2 separate regions of the Capra hircus genome follow, and region 2 is linked to region 1. Evidence: chromatin contacts called from public Hi-C data. All regions are on one chromosome and are shown on one strand. Each heading gives the region's core, a stretch centred on a gene start, on an enhancer-like site or on the middle of the called end of the contact. The rest is flanking DNA. Distances are from core to core; before and after follow the strand shown.

Region 1 (7,394 bases), core at 3,174-5,673:
GCTCTTACCTTTAAGCTGATCACCCATTTTGCTGAGTCAGTTTTCACATATGATATGAGGTGAAAAGTTGAGGTTTCTTTCTATGCAGAGCTTCCACTTTTCTAACATCATTTATTGGAAAGACTATCATATCCGGACTCAATTACTTTGGCATCTTGTTAAGAACTTATGGTTGTGGGGGTCTATTTCTGGATTTTTCTATTCTGTTCCATTGTTTTGTGTATCTATTACACCAATGCCAAACCATCTTAGTTAATGTAGCTTCAGTCAGTCTAGAAATCAGGTAGAATAAATTCTCCCACTTTGTTCTTTTTCAGAATTGTTTTGGATATCCTAGGTCCCCTTTACTTCCATAAAAATTTGATGATCAGTTTGCAATTTCCAAAGAACACCCAGCCTGCTGGAATTGAGTGAATAGCATTACATTTATAGATCTTTTTGAGAACTTGACCATACTGAGACTTCCTTTAGCTATTCTTACACTGCTCTGAGCGAGGCTTTCTAATTTCCCGTGTACAAGTAGCCTGCATCCTGATGCACTGTGAATCGGAATTGCTTTCTTAATCTGCACTCTCAGACTTGGTCAGAGCCCCAGAGGGTGCTCTCGAGGCTCACCTGTCCTGCCCCAGATCTTCCTCGTGTGCATCCAGCTGAGGACCGTGGACAAGAGTGGATGAGTAGGTGCAGGCTCGCCTTGTGCACGGAGCTCCCAAAGATTCCAAACTGTCACCCTAACCTTTAAAAGTGTGTTAAAATTTCAGTTGCATTTTATCTGCTTCTCTGTTGACCACTTCCTTCCATGCTCTGCCTGAGGTAGATGAGCACGTGGAGCCTCTCTCTCCCCAGAGGGACTTGTCACCCTCTGAAATTTAACCCACCTGCTTACCTTGAAAACTCAGCCCCGTAACAGGCTGAAAGAGGCATGACACTGCAGCTTATCGGCTTCTTCTTATTGTAAAGGTAGGACTGATGTCCTACAGCTTTCTACATCCTAAGCAGGGTGTGGGTAACTTTTGGTCGGGGCCGTGGCCTGGGTTTCCAAGAGCAACAGTCCCCACAGGGATGAAAGGGCTTCAGGGAGACTGGGAAAGGGGCAGGATTCCACAGGGGGAGGCTGGGGACTTCGAGGAGCCCAAGCCCTGACTCTGGTCTCCTCCTGTGGCACAGCGACAGTTCATCCACCCTCCACGCTGACTGGTCCCTCCAGCCCCATTCCAGGAATAACCCAGGGACCAACGCCACGCCCAGGAGACCCCTCATCCACCATCTCTTGCATTTTCTGGTCACACTGTTTTCACAGGTGAGCAAGGCAAATGCTTTCACTGACATTCCTTCAGATGAGCAGAAGGGCTGAGGGTCCCACAGAACCTTAGAGCCCACAGGCTCCCTAGAGCTGTCTCGTCCACACACAGGACTCTGCGGGGTCCTCGAGGCCAGAGGGTCCTCGGGGCTGGTTTCTTGGTCCCTCTTCCTCCACTTGGGCCACTGCAGTCCTGCTTTGAGATGCTGAGCCCGAACAAAGGTTCCCAGTGGTGTAAAAGTTTAAATTCACTGACCCAGCCTAACATCGCTGTTTCTTGTCCTGGCCGTGGCAACTGACCAGAGGTCGGTACCTGGAGCACTATGTGAAGGCCTCCGGGGGGAGTCTGGGCTCAGTGGGGAAGAGTGCAGTGATGGATTGGCAATATCCGCCATGGGCACAAGGCAGGGCAGCGTTGGCATGTTTCCATGGGCTATCCCTGCCCCACGAAATGCGCCAGTACCGCTGTTAGAGCTGGGGTGTTGGAGACCTTAGAGCGCCCCACTCCACCCATACTACCCACCACGGGAAGGCGGCTTGCACCAAGGTCAGGTACCCTCCCCCAAGGCCCATGAGTCCCCTCCTGCAGGCTACACTCAGAGCACACTGGCCTGCAGTATTCCTTACCCCAACAGTCCTGAGTGCAGTTCTGGGGCCTGTGGTGGCATCTCCCTAGGTACCCCGCTACGTGTGACTGGGTCACCATGTATGCACCCCTAGGTCCAAGTGACAGAGTGTTTAGAAGGGCTAGTTTCCAAGGGGAAGCTGTTTGCACAGGGATATAAATGGAGCTTGGACTTGAAAGCTAGACACACGTGGGCATGTGAGGTCCCTGGAGGGGGCCTCTGTGCCCTTGCCCTGGGCCCCACAACTGTCAGGGAGGGGCCTGTGGTACACTCATTGAAAGGGTGTGGTAATGGATTAGTGATGTCTGTCATGGGCAAGGAGTAAGGCGTGGATCCACAGTTTTAAATTATACAGCAACTTCCACATCAGCTCTCCCCGCCCAATAAGACCCATCATGTTCCTTCCACCTCCTGTCCGACATCCATGTCCCGCGTGGACTTTTCCAGAGAAAGAGTGCTCACCACCTTGCAAAGAAGCCACCCTCTGTGTGTTTGAACAGCTCTGCTCATGAGCATGTCCTCCATATGCACACCCCCAAAGTCCTGCCAGGTGCTTCCACCCTTTGGACCAAATTCTGAACAGTGACTTGCCTAAGACCACACAGCTACTTGGTGGAACAGCCTAAGTGGGACCCCCAGTCCTGCTCTTGCCTCTCCACCAAGGTGATGTCCAGAGGAACCCCAGAATAAGTGTGACCAAGGTGAGGAGGCTGGGGGCCAAGTCTTCCTGTGGCTCTGACCCCTCCCTGTCCACCCACACCTCAATCATCTTATCAGCCCAGGACAGTAGAGCTCTGGCTTTGCTGTCCCTTTTTTGCTAAAACGGAGAGAAAAAGAAAAACACACCACAACTTTCTCGAGTCCAAAACAAACACCAAGGACAATGTTAATAAATACATAAAAATTTAAAGATCTCGATCTCAAAGGCACTTGATACAGGTGGGCTGGGTCGCACAGGAATGGTTCAGTGTGTGTCCCAGCTTCCCTGGGAGGGGGTAGGCAGCAGGTGGAGAGGGCACCTGGGGAGCCCCTCTAGGGCCTCCATTCTCCAGGGGGTTTCAGGCTGGGGCCCACTGTCCCTATTCCTCTAGCCTGGCTCAGAATGGCCCCTTTGCCCTGGGAACATAAGAACTGGCCAGCACCTTACGGCCTGCTGAGGGGTCTGGGGGTCCTCAGAGTACATGCCTCAGAGTGAGGACCCTTGGGAAAGGTCCTGGGAACTGGGTGGCTTCCAGAGAGCCAGAGGGTCCAGGGAAGTTACCTGCCATTGGAGGTAACATGGGGGGCGGGTACAGCTGAGGCCCTACAGCACAGTGGGCCAGTGTCTCCATGAGGCAGAGGCTCACGTCCTGCCCTGGGGCACCTGGCCCTTGTCAACCCCAGAGTCTGGCTATGGGTGGACTCTGGTCCTCAGCCTTGGAGTCTGGTCACCCTCCTACCCCTACCCAGCACCACAAATACACCTCTGGCCCAGCTTAAGCCAGGTGAGAGAAGACCCTGACTCCAGCAGGAGTGGTCTTTGATAGAGGGCAACAGCGGATGGGGCTCAGCCTGAGAACTCACGTCTCTGCATGCCCCACCAAGTCACCTTCCAGGCCGCGCTCCCTTCATGCACCAAAGCGATGACCACAGTTGCCATTCCTGGTCCAGCCAGGGGTCTAGCACCAGTTGGGAATCCCCTGGATGGTGAGGACACATACTCGAGGCTGTCCAGAGCTCACTTCTCGGGGGTGGGGGCTGGGGTGAGGTTAGGAGCCCACCTGTAACCTGGAGGCACCAGAAGTCACAGGACATGCCTCCTGCAGGTCCAGAGGTGGCCCCCGACACTGTCCTCCCACCAGCACACTCAAGCTGGACTCTGCTCCTTGGCCTTGGCCGGAGGAGCTGTGTGGAGCTCTTGCTACAAAGAGCTGAGTCCGAGATGAACTTGCATGCTAGGCCTGTAGCTGAATTCCCCCAGCCCGCTTCCTCTCAGACCACCTGCGAGTGTTCCCTCCACCTTTGCCTCTCTGGGCAGAGGGGCCCAGCAGACAGGGCCTCCACCGGGGTCCTCATAAGTCCTGGCAAACAGATCCAGTGTGGGGCCCGGTGGCCGGGGGTGAGCAAGGGGTGGTAGCAGGCCCTCAGTCCCTGCAGGAGAGACAGACAGGAGCCCCTGAGAGGTTCGGTGCGGTCACCTGGGCTGCTTGCTGAGGTATCTCCGGTTAGGACTTTCCCTGATCTTTTTCTTCCTCATACACCCATTTCACAGGGTGAAAAGTGTCACAGCCCCAAACTAGAACGACAAGAAGGCAAATAATTTAAAAGGCAGTCCGTGCAGGCCCCCACCCCGCTGTGTGTCCTCTGAGCCAGGGGTCTCGGGGCAGCACAGAGATTGTAAACTTGACTGGTGGGAAGGGCGAGGCGGGGCTCATGTCACTGGGGCTGTGGAGGGAAGGCTGGTGCCTGGGTGCTTCGGGTCTTCCCTGAGCAGCCCTTTGTTTTCAGAGGCTGGGGTAGGGGCCCCGGTCCAGCCCCAGGGGGCACTCGGGGAAGTGCCCCGGAATGTCGTAGGGGTTGGTTTCTGGGGAGCAAAGTAGCTTCGGGTCACGGGGGCGCTTGTGCCCAGAGGTCCTGGGAGCAGCGTGGGTTGGTCTCGCTGATGGTGGTCTGATCCCGTTGGCCCCACAGAGGGCTCCACAGCATCTGGAGGGGCCACGGGTGCTGAGAAGGGGCTCCCAGGAGTGGAGAAGGGTGGTGGTGAGGCCAGGCCAGGGTCTAGGCTCAAGGCCTTCTTGGTGCAGGACTCGCAGCACAGCCGGTGGAAGCCGGGGATGGAGCAGTAGCGATCGAGCTCTTCGGTCCGGCAGAAGATGGACCTGTCCCGCACGCAGAGCTCCGCTGCACACACAGCACAGGACTGATGCTGGAGGTGCCCATCCGCCAGGCCCCACCGCCTACTCAGTCCCTCATCTCCCACCCTCACCATCTCCCAGTCAACCCGGAGGAATCTGATCCGCTCCGGCCAGGACCAGGCAGCTGGGAACGCAGTGTGACAAGCAGCCTAAATGTCCTGCCAGCAGTCAGCACGCATGTAAAACACGAAGCCCCCTTACCACTAACTGTGGAATCTAGCAAATCTAGGTTCCATTCAAGGCTCTACCACTTAAAAGCTGCGAGGCCTTAAACTCTTCAACCCTCAGTTTCTTCTGTAAAATTGGAGTTAATGCTGACATTTACCGAATGATAATTATTATTGAAAATAGCATTTAAAAAGTTTCCAGCATAGAGGGGTGCTCACTATATTAGTTTTGTTTGCTTTGGCTTAAATGTCATCTAAAAACGTTTTTGCATTTCTGTGATAACTTCAGGTAGGTCTTTCCAGACAATGTGAAGTTGGGAGCTTAGCTTTCTACTAATTTTTGCCAGGGAAAGAGAAAAGGAGGAGAAGGAAGGAGAGAGGGAAGGGACAGGAAGAAGAGGGGAGGGGGAAGGAGAAAAAGCAAGGAGAGAAAAGGTAGGGTGCAGGCTAAGGGGAACGAGGAAGATTAGAGAAAATGGAAAACAAGTGGCCTCTAGATGGCGCCAGAGTTCTAGGACCAGAGTAAGAGGTCCCCTTTGTTCCCAAGAGAAAGGAAAGGAAACCAGACTCTTGCACCACTTGAGCCTCAGCACAGGAGCAGAAGCAGCAGCAAGACTAGAGCCAGGAGGTAACCTGAAGACATTTAATCAGACCCCTTTGTTTTACAGATTAGGTTGCTGCGCTCAGAGAGGTTCACAGATGTGCACGAGGTCACACAGCCAACCAACTGGTCCTCTCACTAGGAGTCAGGGTCTGGGATCTTCCTGCTACTCATCTTGACAGACCCTGGTCCTTGGGACAGTGAGAAAGGGAAACAGAGAAGAAACCTAGGAAGGAGCACAGAACCTAAAGCCTGGTAGGTTCTTGGTCAATGTTTATTAACAGATAGATAGGCAGATAGATGGATGGGTGGGCAGATAGATGGAAAGGTGAGAGGGTGATCTGATGGGCTCAGGATCATGAAGCAGAGAGAAATGACTGCTACTGTTTTTGTTGCTGTTAGCTGACAGCTAGGCAGGAGTGCATACATTATCTCATTTAATTCTCTCAAAAGCCCTATAAAGACAGCTCAGAACTACCACTGCCATCCCCAAACCTTGGAACCAGATATGATTCACAGTTCAGAACTTTGGAAGTTAGAAAAGTAATCTTCACCATATTCATATTATATAACATCCCCGGTGGGCCTGAGAGGTTACCTTGTAACCCAATATGGCAATGTTTCTGCAACAAAAGAATAACTAATCTCTTGTTAGTTCAGTTCCGATTTTGCTGCCCAATGAGTCTGCACCAGATTCAGGTAGACATTTGCAGCCTTCAGTTACTTTGGAATAGCAGATAAGGAACCATGGACCATTACAAGCATCACCCCCGCTCACAGCTGAGGAATCCAAGGCTGCGAGGTGGTGACAGTCACCTCAGGAGGCTAAGGTCACACGAACAGACTGGAAGCTGGGTCTGCTCCACTGCACGGCCCATGCTCGTGATGCCAGACACTGGGAGGCTGGGAAAGGGATAGGGTCCAGAGATATACTTACTGGATGATATCTTGTTGATGGGATCCAGAGGCCCAGACTGTGGCACCCACTGCCCCTCTGGGGTCACAAGTTCCCGGACATCAGCCTTCACTGTGGAGTTCTGGAGATTTCCTGGGAGGGGCAGGGAAGAAGCTCTAGTACTGGGGGGTACCAGTGGGCTGGGAAGCCAGTCAGGCTGGGCCTCAGGTCTAGGCCAGAGAAGCTGGCCAACCCCCATCCTACCTGGCTCACCTCCGCAGGCAGGCAGGCTGCAGGCCTGGATCGTATCCGGCTTGGCCCCCTCACACTGCCCCAGACTGTTGGCGTTGGTCCGGCACACCACCTGCCGCTGCTGGATGCCCTCTCCGCAGGTGACAGAGCACTGTCATGGGGGGCGGGCAGGCCAGGGTGGGGTGGAGGGGGGGCAAGGTGGGGCGGGCAGGCCAGGGTGGGCAGAGAGACAGAGGAAGGAGGCGGTGAGCTCCAGCCAATGTGCAGGACAGAAAGGGTACAGAGGAGGGTGCCAAGCCTCTGCTTGACTTGATCCTTGACCAGGATGCACAAGGACGGCACTCAACAGCCTCTCCAGGTCAGTGCAGCAACTTCAAATACCCCGCTGCTGCTGCTTAGTCACTCAGTCGTGTCCGACTCTTTGTGACCCTGTGGACTGTAGTCTGCCAGGCTCCTCTGTCCATGGAATTCTCCAGGCAAGAATACTGGAGTGGGTTGCCATGACCTCCTCCAGGGGATCTTCCTGACCCAGGGATTGAACCCGGGTCTCCCACATTGCAGGTAGACTCTTTACCATCTGAGCCACCAGGGAAGCCCAAATATTCCTCAGCTAGGTGGGAAAGAGCCACTGTCCTGATCTCAGAACCCCCGAACCTCCC
Region 2 (7,394 bases), core at 1,285-3,784, 180 kb after region 1:
CCTCAGACCCTCAACACAGACTCCATTGCCATCCGAGTCTGCAGGAACATTAGGGCCCACCAAGTCCCTCCCTTCGGCTTCAGAGAAGCACCTCCCAAAGCTCCTCTGGGAATGGCAAATCTACGGGAAAGCAAGCACTGGCCCTGCCTTCGTGTCCTCACAGCATTTGGGGGGAGTCCCTTTCTGGAAGCACTGCAATCGATCAATGCAGAGGGAATGAGAGAGCCAAGATATCACCGCTTTGTAAACCCTGAAGAAAATAAGGAATCCAGAAGATGAGCGCTAGAGGCTGCCAGCTCACAAGAGAGACCACAGGACCTTCCAGGGCCCTGCGGCAGCACCAGCATCACCCACAACTGTGCCAGCCAAACACCAAGCCAAATCAGATTGAGCCAAAGCTCTAGGTTTACAGGAAGCACAGGGACTGCAACACAGGCTCAACCAAACCCTGCGGTGCAATCAACAAGATCTAGACTATGGGCCGCCCAGGAAGATAACCGGTTACCTCATCACCTTCACTTCAGGGGAGGAAAGGAGGGGAAATGTTCTGTGTTCACTGAGACTTAAGGTCTCATCAGATAAAGGCCACGTGTGGATCTTTTGGGTCCTGATACAACTGCAGAAAGACCTTGGGAGACCAGTAAGAAAATCTACCACCAACTAGGTATTGCAGGATGAGAAATCACTATTGTTTGAGGTGTGATAATGGCATATGACAGCCTTTTTTAAAAGATCCCTTCTCTAATGTATATGCTGAAATATTTCAGAGAAAGTAATACTCAGTCTAGGACTTGCTTCAAAAGAATCCAGAGAGGGTGGTGGGCAGCACTGGCAGGGCTTCAGATGAGATAAGACTGGTCTTGATTCCTGAAGCTGGGAACACAAGCGTTCATGGAATTATTCTCCCTGCTTTGAAATTTTCCAAAATAATTACAAAAAGTAAGTTCCTACTTTTCAATTCAGTCAATAATCCTACTTCTAAGAATCAGCCTACAGAACCAAGCCACGTGGATGAAAGAGCGGCACACGCTATGAGATCCACGGTACCATCACCTGCTCAGAGAACAACAGGGAGCAACCTCACGGGCCACCTCCACAGGAAGAGCAGAGGATGCTGCGACATGCCCACTCCACCACGTTATCATGCCGACATTACATATGGGGATATAAAGGGTATTCAACAGACAGGCTAAAAAGTCCACGAGCCCCAACTACTTATTAATGAGCCTCTCCTCGTTCTACTAGAAGGTAATCTCAGTGAAGCATCACTCACTCCAGACACAGGACAGGCACTCAGTAAGCAATGTGCTAACAATGAGTACACGTTTCGATCCAAGAACATCACCCAGGTGAACACACAGGACAGCCCGGGCACACATCACGATCCTCCTGTTAGAGGAGGTATGTGCACAGGCACAAAAGACTAGAAAGAGAAGGCAAACTGAAACCATTCCTGGGAGACTGGGTAATGGTCTGATATCGTTCCCATAACCACACAAAAAAGCAACAAACAGTCCTCATCCCTGTTGTGTGACCTCACCGTGCAGACGGAGACTCACACACGCTCTGAGCCCTCCCTCCTGACCCTCAACAGAGCAGCGACCTCCACATCCTCCCGCTCGTCCACCGAGGGCCCTGAAATGGTTTTACTGCCGGCAGAAGTGCACTCGCCAAGTTCCAGGAGTTGTTTTCTTACTTGCTTGTGATTAGGGTGTAAGCTGACTGTTGGACCTGGCAGGGAAGGGAAATGCACTGTTTGAGGGTTCTGGGGTGCAGGGCAGGAAGCCATGTGCTGCAGAGGGTTTCAGAATCCCAAGGCGGTGGGCTCCTGGGAGGAAACCTTGAGGTGAGCGGAGTGTGGACTGGACCTGGAATGTTGCCAGGCACATGGACAGCTGATGTAGGTGGTACACCCATTGCCAGGCAGAGGTTCTGGGGCTCTAACTGGGCAAACAAGCGTATACATACAGCACTCTGGCCTGTGCAGTCTCCACTGGAGAGCACCTCAGGGCTTCCAGCTTGAAACCGGAGGGCAGGGATCTAAATACACAGCCACGTACCAGAAGTGAGACACAGCTGCCAAATTCCAGAGGAGTCAGTCCATCGGGGGAAAGGGGAGAGAGAAGAGTTGCCTTCTGGAGCCTCAGCAAGCCCCGCACAGCCCACTAGGGCAACAAGGACCAAGACCGCGGGGTTAAGGCATCAGGGGAGGGGCTCAGGGCTGGGAGTGAGGGTCTTTGCCTCTCACCTCTGCTCTGCCTATGATAACTCATGTGGGAGCCTGGGCATCGCATTCCTCTATTCATCTGTAAACAAAGTGGTCAGACGCTCTCTCAGTCCCTGTGGCACTAAAATCTGAGAGTCTGTTCAGGGGGTTAAAGCTAGGAAGATATCACAGGATACGCTGCCCGACAAAGATCCTTGGGGCTCCCTTTCTGGACCATTCACTTTGCACCCCCCAAGCCCTGTGCTTCCAGTGCCCTTGCCATTCCCACACACAGCCCTACCAGGAAGCAGCCACATCCAGTCTGGCAGGTGGGGACACAGGCGGCCAGAGAGGATGAAGGTGGCCCGGTCAGATCCCAGCTCCCTCCAGCTCCCACATCCTCATTCCCTGCGCCAGTCCACCCAGGACAACCTAACTTGCTTCCTTCCCGTCCACACAGGGATCGACAATCATAGGGAAGTCCATTCCAGGGTGCATACACATGCACACGTGCACGCGCGCACACACACACACACACACACACGCAGGAGGCCAGATGCTCCTTCAAGTCTGGAAGCCGCTGAAACAGCTCAGGTCACCCTGCTCCCAAGCAGGACAGGGACTCTGGGTCCAGTCAGGCCAGGGCAGGTGCAGGGTGACCCTGGGGGAGGCATGCTGCCTTTCGAAGTAAACAGCAGCCTCGTTGCCAAAAGCTGCAAGTCCCACATCTAGGTTCACAACCAGTTCCCCAAGTCCACAGGTATTCAGACATACAAATCTCTTCAAGGCCTGTCCTCTATTCAGAGAACAGTCACTCTACTTTTCTGGTATTAAAATAGCCTTTCTTTTATAAACCACCAACCATGTTAGATAGTAGTTGGGTGTTTTCATTTTTGCTCCTTTCTTCCTTTAAAATGAACACGTTTAACAACATCACATATTGGCAACCCTTGAAAGGTCCTTACCTTTGTTTACTCTGGTGTGTGAAATACGGAATAAGGTCTTCAGGTCCTGTCTTTGTTCTACAACAGCACTTCTGGGAGTCTATGATTAGATGGCCTCTGAGATTAGTGTCCTCATAAGAAAGGAGACCAGAGAGCCTCCTGCCTTCCCCCATCTCTGCACACACACACACACACACACACACACACACACACACACACACACGCACACACAGGCCATGTGAGGGCACAGTGAGAAGTCAGCTGTATGGAAACCAGGATGAGAGCCTCACCAGAAACCTGATCAGCCAGAATCTTGGTCTGGAACTTGCCAGCCGCCAGAACCGTGAGACAGGAAATTTCTTTTGGTTACGCCATGCCGTCTGTGGGATTCTGGTATGCCAGCCCAAGCTGACTAACACACTTGGGATGCCCTCTCTCCCTCTCTAGGCTTCTGTGTCCCCGTCTGTAAAAGTTAGAAGGTAACACTGTATGGGTAGCTTCCCTGGTGGCTCAGATGGTAAAGAATCTGCCTGCAATGAGGGAGACCTGGGTTCGATCCCTGGGTCAGGAAGATCCCCTGGAGAAGGAAATGGCAACCCACTCCAGTATTCTTGTCTGGAGAATCCCACAGACTGAGGAGACTGGCAGGCTACAGTCCATAGAGTCACAGAGTCGGACATGACTAAGCAACTAACACACACACACACATACACACACACACACACACACACACACACACACCATTGTATGAGGCCAGCATCACCCTGACTAAGCAACTAACACACACACACACACACACACACACACACACACACACCATTGTATGAGGCCAGCATCACCCTGATGTCAAACCACACAAACACATCATAGAAAAAGAAAACTATAGATCAGTAGCTTTTATGAATTTGATGCAAAAATCCTCAACAAACCAAATGCAGCAAGACATAAAGAAGATCATACACCATGACCAAGAAGGATTTATCCCACAGATGCAAGCTCAGTTTAACACCTGAAAATCAACTCCAATAATACACTCCACCAACAGAATAAGGGCAAAAGCCAAAGAATCATCTCAATGGAAAGAGAAAAGGCATTTGATAAAAGTTAACATCTCTTCACTAAAAAACACACTCAATAAACTAAGAATGCAGAGGAACTTCTTCAGTCTGACAAAGGATATCTGTGAAAAACCCACAGCTGACATCATACTTAATGGTGAAAGACAGAAAGCTTTCCTCTTAAGATCAGAAACAAGAGAAAGATATCTGTTCTTGCCACTTCTAGTCAACACTGTACATGAAGACCTTGCCAGGGAAAATTTAATAAAAAGCATGTAGATTGGAAAGACAAAAGTATCTATTTGCTGATGACATGATCTTGTATACATAAAATTTAAGGAAATTCACTAATAAAAAGTATTAAAACTAAAAAATATGTTCTACAAGATTGCAAAACAGAAGATCCATATATAAATACCAGTTGTATTTCTATACAGTAGCATTAAACAAACTAAAAAATAAAATTAAGAAATCAATTTCATTTATAATAGCATAAAAATAACAACACACTTAGGAATAAAATTAGCAAAGGAAGTACAAAACTCACACTCTGGAAACTACATCATGTAAGAAATTAGAGACCTAAGTAAATGGAAAAATACCTCATTTTCATGGGTTAGAAGAGTGACTGTTGTTAAGATGGCAATACTCCCCAAACTGATTCCCTGCCTCTTCCCAACTGACTCTGTCAGCAAGAGCACCCCACCTCCCCTTCCTCTTGGATCTGCTGGACCCCCACTCAGGGACCTTAGGGAAACCCATCACTCCACACTCTGCCAGAGCACCCAGTCACTGCCTCCTAGAGGGGCAGAGAGACACATAGTCTCCCATACAGGAGGCAAGGACTTCAGGTCCTATTTCACCCACAAAAGTCCTCAGTGACCAGGTAAGAAGCCATCTAATCATCTGGACCACAGCTATCATGGGTTCAGTTCAGTTCAGTTCAGTTCAGTCGCTCAGTAGTGTCCGATTCTTTGCGACCCCATGAATCACAGCACACCAGGCCTCCCTGTCCATCACCAACTCCCGGAGTTCACTCAAACTCATGTCCATTGAGTTGGTGATGCCATCCAGCCATCTCATCCTCTGTCATCCCCTTCTCCTCCTGTCCCCAATCCTTCCCAGCATCAGGGTCCTTTCCAATGAGTCAACTCTTTGCATGAGGTGGCCAAAGTACTGGAGCTTCAGCTTCAACATCAGTCCTTCCAATGAACACCCAGGACTGATCTCCTTCAGAATGGACTGGTTGGATTTCCTTGCAGTCCAAGGGACTCTCAAGAGTCTTCTCTAACACCACAGTTAAAAGCATCAATTCTTCGGTGCTCAGCTTTCTTCACAGTCCAACTCTCACATCCATATATGACCACTGGAAAAACCACAGCCTTGACTAGATGGACCAAAAAGGATAATTTCCAGGGAATTTCCTGGTAGTCCAGTGGTTAGGACTTCATGTTTTTACGGCAGGACATGTGGGTTCAGTCCCTGATCGGGGACCTAAGATCCCACAAGCCATGCAGTATGGCCAAATAAATAAACAATTTTTTTTAATTTAAAAAAAAAAGGCCAATCACCAGTAACAGTGAGGATACAGTACACTGGAACCTCACACACACCGCTGATGGGCGCATAAAATGGCACAGCCACTCTGGAAAGCAGCCTGGCAGTTTCCCCGAAAGATGGAACCTAAAGTTATGACTCAGCAATTCCACTCCTACAAAAGACGTCCGCACAAATGCATGTCATAGCAGCTTTATATTCATGATAGCCAGAAAGCAGAAACAGCCCATGCCCATCAACTGATGAAGAGAGAGACAAAATGGGATCTGTCCATACAACAAGAAGAGGGTTTAGTCACAAAAAGGAGTGCAATACTCATACATGTTACAGTCGAATAGACCTCAAAAGTACTACACTCAGTGAAAGAAGCCAGTCACAAAGGACTAAACACTGTATAACTCCGAGTATATGAAATGTCCAGAAAAGGCGAATCCCCAGAGGTAGAAAGCAGACTGGTGGTTGCCTCGGGCTGGAGGAAGGGAGGAAATGGGGGAATGATAACTAATGGGTACGGGAAGCTTCTTTTTAGGTCGATGAAAATACTCTAAACTTGATTGTGGTGATGATTATAAACCCTGTGAATACACGAAAAACCATTGACTTGCACACTTTAAATAAGTGATTTGTGTGGTGTATGAGTCACACCTCAAAACAACTGTTATGAAAAGGAGAGAGCAAGGAAACTATAGCCAATATCTTATAATAACCTGTAATGGGAAATAATCTGAAAACATATAGTTACATATATAACTGAATCACCTTGCTATGCCCCTGAAATGTTTTAAGTGAACTATACTTCAATAAAATATATATATTAAAAAAAAAAAAAAAGCAAAGGAGAGAGCAAGAGGGCAAGACACGACATGTTAGACCCCGCTGTGGTCCCTGCCCAGGAGTAGCAGCAGCATCTACGAGCTTGCTAGACACCCAGACCTACAGGAGCAAAGGTCAGGCTGGGCCCAGAAACATGCATCTAACATCCTCCAGGTACTCCGGAACCTCCTAAAATTCAGGGCCCTGGCTTAGAGTATGCAGCGCTCAACTGCTCTTCAGAATTACCTAAGTTACTTCAGGAAAAGATCCATGCCCTGGCCACCCCCATCCCTAGTAGACCAACTGAATCAGACTCTCTGGGGATGGAGCTCAGGCATGGGCCTATTTTAAAGCTCCCAGGTGAATCTATTGTACAGCCAGGGTGAGAAGAATTGAATTGGAGGGTGTCTCAGGCCCCTCAGCTCTTGAGCTCTTTTCAGAGTTTAGCCCAAGCGCAGCTCACTGGGGCCACCTGGTGGCCACACTGGGGAATGACTCTGTACCCTGCTTCTGTCCCAGACCCTTATCCCCCAATCACCAACACCAGGGATGGGGTTCAGGGGTTCCCCTCTTCCCACAGCAGAGGTTGGCACCATCCTGGCCTTTGGAATAGGGGTAAGTGGCCAGATCTTATGGGGAGGGAACGAGAGTCCTCTGCTGGTTCTGTTTCCATTAGAACACCCCAAACTCCAAAAGCAGCCAGAGAATCTTCTGCACTTAGTCCCAGCCACCCCACCCTCCCCTCCCGCTGCCAACAGAGCAGAGCCAGCTTACCCGTCCGATCTCATCTCTGACAATTTCCAACACAATTGTGTT

What was found. A called contact is a pair of places that touch in the nucleus more often than the background predicts.
Region 2: a contact with region 1 is called in a Hi-C map of blood, with 4 times the contacts expected there. The contact joins two enhancer-like sites. A contact is called at or near these places in 3 of 5 Hi-C or Micro-C datasets (blood and liver).

The regions. Positions count from the first base shown.
Region 1 is chr28:18,729,603-18,736,996 of ARS1.2, forward strand. ADAMTS14 (A disintegrin and metalloproteinase with thrombospondin motifs 14) reads right to left here. Exons shown (of 22, transcript XM_018042583.1): 20 at 6,757-6,886; 21 at 6,526-6,636; 22 at 2,783-4,806. The coding sequence ends at 4,337. Among named protein-coding and RNA genes, the nearest start is that of TBATA, 29 kb to the left of the region's middle. Within about 2 kb of position 4,424, at least 1 of the 5 cell types and tissues checked has an H3K27ac peak or open chromatin away from gene starts, as enhancers often do.
Region 2 is chr28:18,910,532-18,917,925 of ARS1.2, forward strand. All of the region lies in intron 18 of PALD1 (paladin), which reads right to left. Among named protein-coding and RNA genes, the nearest start is that of PRF1, 44 kb to the left of the region's middle. Within about 2 kb of position 2,535, at least 3 of the 5 cell types and tissues checked have an H3K27ac peak or open chromatin away from gene starts, as enhancers often do.